2 separate regions of the Anas platyrhynchos genome follow, and region 2 is linked to region 1. A link is a contact called in public Hi-C data. All regions are on one chromosome and are shown on one strand. Each heading gives the region's core, a stretch centred on a gene start, on an enhancer-like site or on the middle of the called end of the contact. The rest is flanking DNA. Distances are from core to core; before and after follow the strand shown.

Region 1 (3,533 bases), core at 818-3,317:
AATACTGATTAGAAGGGCCTTGAATGGCAAGCACTGAGTTCTTTAGAATTATTTTTAGGTTTTTGGCTTTCAGCTGAGCCTTTAAACAGTGGTGCTAGCAGTGCAGTGAACATAAGTTACTACTGCTGTACCTTCAGAGTGGGTAGTAGTAGTCTAAATGCCCAGATCATGAGGTAGCTTTTCTTTTCTTCTTTCTGATCTCCCTGTAGGAGCTTCGCACATGGGAAGAAGAGCTGACTCGTGCTGCTGTTGAACAGAAGAACCATGAGGAGTTGCTCCGAAGGCGGGAACAGGAGCTAGCAGAGCGTGAGATTGATATCCTGGAAAGGGAACTCAACATCATCATCCACCAGCTGTGTCAGGAGAAGCCCCGGGTGAAGAAACGCATGGGGAAGTTCAAGAAGAATCGGCTCAAGTTAAAAGATGGCAATAATATCAGCCTGCCTTCAGGTTGGTGATGCAGGCAATGTCAGGTGAAATGGGAGGAACAAGCGAACCTGTAACTTTGGTGCCTCCTTTGTGCTGACACTTAGCATTAGGAAGTACTAGATGTACTTTGGGAGAAAAAACACCTCTGGCATCAAGCAACTAAGTTTGATGCTCTCGTGGCTAGCATTCCCCAAAGGCAACAGTTCAAAGTATATAGGAAAAAAGTGAGTTTGAGATGTTACACTTTTAGTTGAAAGGCTGTATGTGGCTCATAGCAAAAATGTTGATGTTGCAGTTTAGTGTGTTGCAGTTTAGCATGTCACAGCTCAAAATGATCAGTTTAATAAAGATTGTAAAAAGTATGTTGCTGCTCTGGGAATATTTTACAGAATGCAGCAGAAACCATAAGCTACTGGATCTTTTTGCTGCAGGAATCTTAAAAAAAAAAAAATAATAATAATACAAAAAACCACGTTAATAGCTGTGAGAGCACAGCACTACACAGCTAGTTCATATGTGAACTCAAGTTGAACACAAGTAATCTCCAACAGAACCCTGAAAGAAGCGTTAGCTACTGGTGAGGTATCTGGGATGTCAGAGTGTCTTCATGACTGTGAGCATGTCTTTGTCCTGAAGGAACTGTGTGAAAAATGAGCAGCAATTAGCTGTAAAACTTCAGTTTTACATCGGTCTTGTAAATTTCACATTTTGAAGGTTACGATAAACAATTTATTCTTCTTTCTTATATTTAAAAAAATGTAATTGTGTCTTTCTGCTTATGTTTTGAATTCTTTTCTTTTGATAAACAGATTTCCAGCATAAATTCACTGTGCAGGCTTCTCCAACGATGGATAAAAGGAAAAGCTTGATCAGTAGCTGCTCCAGCCCTCCTGCAAGTCCTACCATTATTCCCAGACTCAGGGCCATACAGTGTAAGGAGCTCAATGTAGTATTGAATTTGGGAAATGTGCAGTCTGTCAGCGTGGTAAGATGCCAAGATTCCATATCTAGGACAGGACTGTAAAAAATGTTCCTAAAATGTTGGCCTTGTGCCCTGCATGTATGAATTTAGAGAGAAAAATAGCGTATGTTGGCAAGTGGGAGTGGGGAGTTGGGTTTTGTGTTCTTTGGAGACTAAGCCTCACCTATGTTCTTGAAAGATTGCTGCTGTACTGTACAGAAAATACATTCCTTGGATGTACAGGCTGATCTTTAGAAGACTAAATTTGCAGAGAAGATCTGTGAAACGCAGTTGAAGATGATTAAGTTACTGCTGGAAGGACAGAAAAACAAGGATGTTGCCATGAAAATGGTGTTCCCATAATAACACACAATTAGGGAGATAAATGTGTACTAGAAGTATGAAAGGAATGTTAGTGGATGTGTAGTGTTTGTATCAGTGTCACATTTGTGTTTCTAGTATCAAACTGGTATTTCTAAAAGGGAAACCAGTGGAGAAATAAAGTCATAAAGCCTGTCTACAGTAATTTGAAGGGATCTGGTTGTTAGATTAGTGTTGATACATCCTGAGAATTATGTGGAAGAACCCCAAATGGACACTTCAGTTACTATTCTTCTGGCCTGTGTTCTTTGCGTTGTTTTGGGACCAACCTGGTTATCTGTTTTTTTCCCATTTTCTCTCTGTTTTTCCCACTTGTTTAGTGACTCCTGCTGAAAGCAGTAAAACATGGGGACGAAACTCAGTCCTTCCAAAGGAGGAAGGAGAGGAAGAAGAGAAGAGAGGCCAGAAGAAAAAAGGGCGCACGTGGGGACCAAGCTCACTTTGTCACAAGGAGCTAGGTGCAGGAGAAGATGGGTAAGAAGAGAGGGCCTGGAATCAGGCTGGTGTCCAGGTTCTGAAGCTGGTTATAAGCTGGCTCACAGGAGATTTGCCTGCCTTCTTGCAAGCACTTTTCTGCTTACAGATGTGCTGTGCCTGAGGTGTTAGAGATCCAAAACAGAGATCCATGTTGCATTCATTGCCTTGCTAGAGGTCCAGTACAGACCTGATGATTTTGCTGCCCACTGTTACCTCACGTGTTACTTTAAGCAGTAAAACTTACTTTTACACAGCTCCTTAGCTGCGTAAAACTATTTTTTTTCTAGGTTTTCTTTATTTTCAGGCTCAATTTATTGTAATTTCATATCGTATCTGCAAATACTTATTTTACAATTCTCAACTATGATTTTTAGAAAGATTTTCCATGATGCTGTTTAAAAAGTATCTGTAGAGCCAGTCAAACATCGCCTTTTCCAGGTTTTTTAAAGGACACATGTACCTTCAGTGAATATGCCGTAAAAGTGATATTCTACAGAGATGTGAGTTGCACCTGGCCCTTTTTTGTAGATTCTTGTTCTATGGCACCATTTTTTCCCTTGTGAATTATTTCTACCCATCCTCAGATTATTGCTGAAATGCTGCTTAAAAAAGAGGAATATTTTAATGATCTAAGACTCGTGAGAGGTTTCAATGCCTCATGATTTTTAGTGGAATTTGAAGTTTATTCCGCTGCTAAATTGATAGGTTGACTTTTGCCATATTTTCATCAGGGGAAAATAAGATAACTAATAAGATATTTTTTCTTTAATATTATGTGCTCAGGTGTGAAACTCTTAGCAAATAGATGTTTATATAATGTATCACCACTGCAGTATTCTGCAGGAGGGCTTAATCTAAGCATTCAGTGCTGAAGAAATATTCGGATAATTCCCTCAATAATAGGCTTTAACTTTTGGTTAGCCCTGAAGTGGTCATGCAGTTGGACTAGAGGATCTTTTAAGGTCCCTTAGAACTGAACTATTTTATTCTATTCCAGTGAACCACCTTCTTCATTCACAGTACTCTTGACATATGTTAACAGGGCAATGTGGAGGAAACTTCTTTGCCTGTGCTTTATCTGTACTGTAGACAGAGCATTGCATTCTTCAGAATTAAAACATGCTATATTTTACAGGCATTAATTATTCTAAAAATAAAAAGGTCAGGAGATTACTGAAGCTGGTAGAGAAACACTTCTGCCTTGAAGTAATAATTAGAATTTGGGGAATAAATCTTTTTTTTTCTGTTTTCCTGGTCCTTCCTGTGCAGTCTGAAGAACTGCTTT
Region 2 (3,426 bases), core at 912-3,411, 76 kb after region 1:
AGTGAGAATAGAGAAGAACAAAGATAGAGTGGAAAAAGGAAAAGAAGAAGCAAAAGGATGTCTTGGATGAGGAAATGAAAGGAAAAACTACAATAAAAACAGTACCCGTTCACTTCAGGGAGGAAGCAATGGATGTTTGAAGATGGAGATGGTGCAGCTTCTTGAAAGACAAGCTGGTGGCTGGAGCCCTTGTGCAAACTGTGGTATCTAGAGCAGGGCCACAGCAGCACGGGGGCAAGGAAGCAAAGCTGAGCATCAGTGGCAGTGAAAAATCCATGTTGAGCCATAAACAGGCAAAATGTGCAAAACCCTTTTATCTGTCATTATTCTACAGGTAGCATTTGGTATCTAGACAACTGTCATCTGGAGAAACCAATTTAAAAGTAGATATTATTGCCAAATAAGGATGGGCACAGTGCAGAGAGGTGGTTAAGGAGAAAACCCATTTTCCAAATGGGGACAAAGAGCTTTAGGGACCAAAAGGATCTTTGATTGCCTTTTTGGAAAACCATGAGTACATGTAAGCAGAAGTACAAATACCTATTTTTCTTCTACTGCATACGTTCTGAAGTAGCAGAATAAGAAAAGCACAGTAATTGCAGCCCTCTAGTTCTACCACATCTGGTCCTGAACATATGTAGAGAATGGAGTAGCATGCAGCCTGATTGTTCATTACTGTGGCTTGACCTGCTCCAGCTAAAGTCAGTAAGACACTACTACAAAACATGGGCCTCCAAAATCCTTCCTGCATACATTCAGAGGTCTGTGCGTATGACAGTGAAGTATGTGGGCATATGGGACAGACTTTCTGGGAGCCTGTCTGCAAACCTGCCAAATCTACAAGCAGATAACAGACTTTGCAGCTCTCTAGGATTTTCTCATGCAGAGGTCAGGCACAGCTTATGAAGAATTCATCTAAAATCAGACTGTAAGCCAAGAACAGGCCTGACATTAAAACATGACCTTTTCTTGTTCTCATTATTCCACAAATTTATATTAACCAAATATACATTGAGTGAACACAGAAAAAAATGGACACTTATCTGCTAAAATGAAAATATATATGTTAATGTAAATTATAAAATTGCTTGTATGACCTCAACATTTGTAATGCAGAGTCTCTGAGCTGATTTGGCACTTGTCAAATCTTGGAGATCAAAAGGCAAATGATGTCACCAAAACACCCCAGACAATAGGCAATGGGTAAACAATGGGTACATAAGCAATGGATTCCTCATTTTTCAGCACACACCTGGAACTTTGTTTGCAAGTGGCAATATTACTCAACATACTGCATTTCATATTCACAGTTATAAAAGAGAGAATACACTGTTGTGGTCATCTGCTCTGATTTCCTTTGTAACACAGGTAATGTAATCTTAACTGGTGATCTGTGATTAATTTCTTACTTTTATTTGAGCTCTGACATATATTTATGAAGACATTGGGTCCTGACAAAATCTTCAAGGAATGGAAATTCTTCAGGGGTTCTTGATTGCTTATTCTAGTTGCTGATTACCAACATTTTATTTTACCGATTTCAGCTTCTAATCATCAGATCTTGATGTATTTTTTTCTGCTAGATTGCACAGTCAACTACTGTAACAAAAAATCTTTTGTCTTAACAGCTATTTGTTGATTGATTGTGGTATACTTGTGGCTTCTTTTGGTTAAACTGAATAGACCAGGTTACTCTTGCTGAAATCCCTTGCTGAAAATGGAGGTTTTCTAAATTACTGATCAGTTCTGTAGCTCTTTTCTGAACTCCTTTCTCAAACACCCTTTAAGTGCAAACACTCGAACTAAGCTTAGTTTTCATCGATGATCTCATTCTTCCCCAATTCTTCCCAACAATCCTTGCTTCAAAATCAGGTATTACACTCACATTTTTTCTTTTTAAGATCCTGAACAGAACTGATTTTTACATAGTGTTTGTTTGTTTGTTGCTGTTGTTGATGTTACAATTTCATAAAGGGCAAACGTAAATGCCATACCAGAATATGCATGTGTTAAATAAGACTGATCTCATTTCTCAGCCAATTTTGCAGCTTCTTTAAGAATCATACTAAGTTTGTCTGGAGAGATTCCTTTTGCAGCAAACCAAGCTGATTGGTATTGACCATGCCTCTGTTTGTTTCTGTGATTTTGTCTCCCGCCAGCTAGCCCCTGATTCCACTGGGATCAGGGTCAATCTAACTAGTCTGGAGTCACTCTGATACTTATGTCTGTTCTTTTTAAGAACAGACAAAACAAGACTATTCTTCAATATCTAAACACTGTGGAAATTCTAAAAGATCTCAAAAGAAAAAAAAAAAGGAAAAAAGAAAAAAAGGAAAAAAATCAATAGTAGCAGCGCTACTAGCTCTTAAGTCAACTCATATAATAATCTCTTTTGATACCTTGGAGAGTAACGAAATCAGACAGGAAGCAATACAGGCTTATGCCGTAAAATACCTTGTTAGGACTTGCCACTGTGACAATGAGTCGAGCTGCTATAATCAAAGGTGTGACTTGGAAACATCCATTTTCATTTTTGATTCTTAGACCGGTGGCATTCACTGAAACCTCAAGGATTTCCACAATTCCAGTCATTTGTGTATGTTTTGGCTATGTGGCACCAAACCTTTAAAATGAAAAGAAAGGTCATTCCAGTGACTTCAGAGAGTTTCTGCAGTATGTGGAAATATATATTAATTTAGGAGCATAGGACAGGCAGGATCGGTATGAGTAATAGCTTCAGTGTCCAGATTTCATTTAATTCTTAATCCATCGGTTTTCAATTAAGGACTGTTTGCACATGAAGACCAGCCTAGAAAAATCTCTCACTGGGCTGTTGCCTTTCTTTACGAAATTGTATAATTATTTTAAGAGCATTGTCATCACAATGCTAAGCTGAGAAACACCAGTACTGAAAAATGTAGAGCCATTAGAAGAATAAGCTATGCTTAACCTTATTAGCAAGATCACTCATTCTGTAGTGCAAGGCTTTGGGGACGGTGGGAATTGGGCCAGCCTGCCGGGAGTCACGGGATGTGCTGCAACTGTCTTCTGGTTGTTTACTTGCTATGCCATATAATACTTAGTTTAGTTTATTGATTATTCCTTTTTCTTTCTGTTTAAGTGTTCTTTCTACAGTAACTCGTCTACTTATCTATCTAAATGTATATATATATATATATATATATATATATATATATATATAAAATATATATATATATATTTATCTTTGGGAATGTGATCTATGTCAGGTGACAGAGACACAAGGTTAAAGTCCAACGTCTTAGCAGCACCCCTGTGTTTCTCAACCAAATTATCTTCTCCACTTCTCTCCCCTGACTCCCACTTTTCCCAGCAGACCCAACCCCTCTTACATATCCCGTAGCACCACCTACTGGGATGAGGATTCCCAGATGAATCTGGTTCAGG

Evidence for each region. Hi-C and Micro-C count contacts between places; a contact is called where the count stands out from the background.
Region 2: a Hi-C map of F1 follicle shows a contact between it and region 1, with 3 times the contacts expected there. The contact joins two enhancer-like sites. A contact is called at or near these places in 2 of 8 Hi-C or Micro-C datasets (F1 follicle and liver).

The regions. Positions count from the first base shown.
Region 1 is chr5:36,344,679-36,348,211 of IASCAAS_PekinDuck_T2T, forward strand. It overlaps MAP3K9 (mitogen-activated protein kinase kinase kinase 9), which reads left to right. Exons shown (of 16, transcript XR_003497351.3): 6 at 210-450; 7 at 1,239-1,361; 8 at 2,092-2,245. Among named protein-coding and RNA genes, the nearest start is that of MAP3K9, 40 kb to the left of the region's middle. Within about 2 kb of position 2,068, at least 2 of the 8 cell types and tissues checked have an H3K27ac peak or open chromatin away from gene starts, as enhancers often do.
Region 2 is chr5:36,420,945-36,424,370 of IASCAAS_PekinDuck_T2T, forward strand. No RefSeq gene overlaps it. Among named protein-coding and RNA genes, the nearest start is that of MED6, 10 kb to the right of the region's middle. Within about 2 kb of position 2,162, at least 1 of the 8 cell types and tissues checked has an H3K27ac peak or open chromatin away from gene starts, as enhancers often do.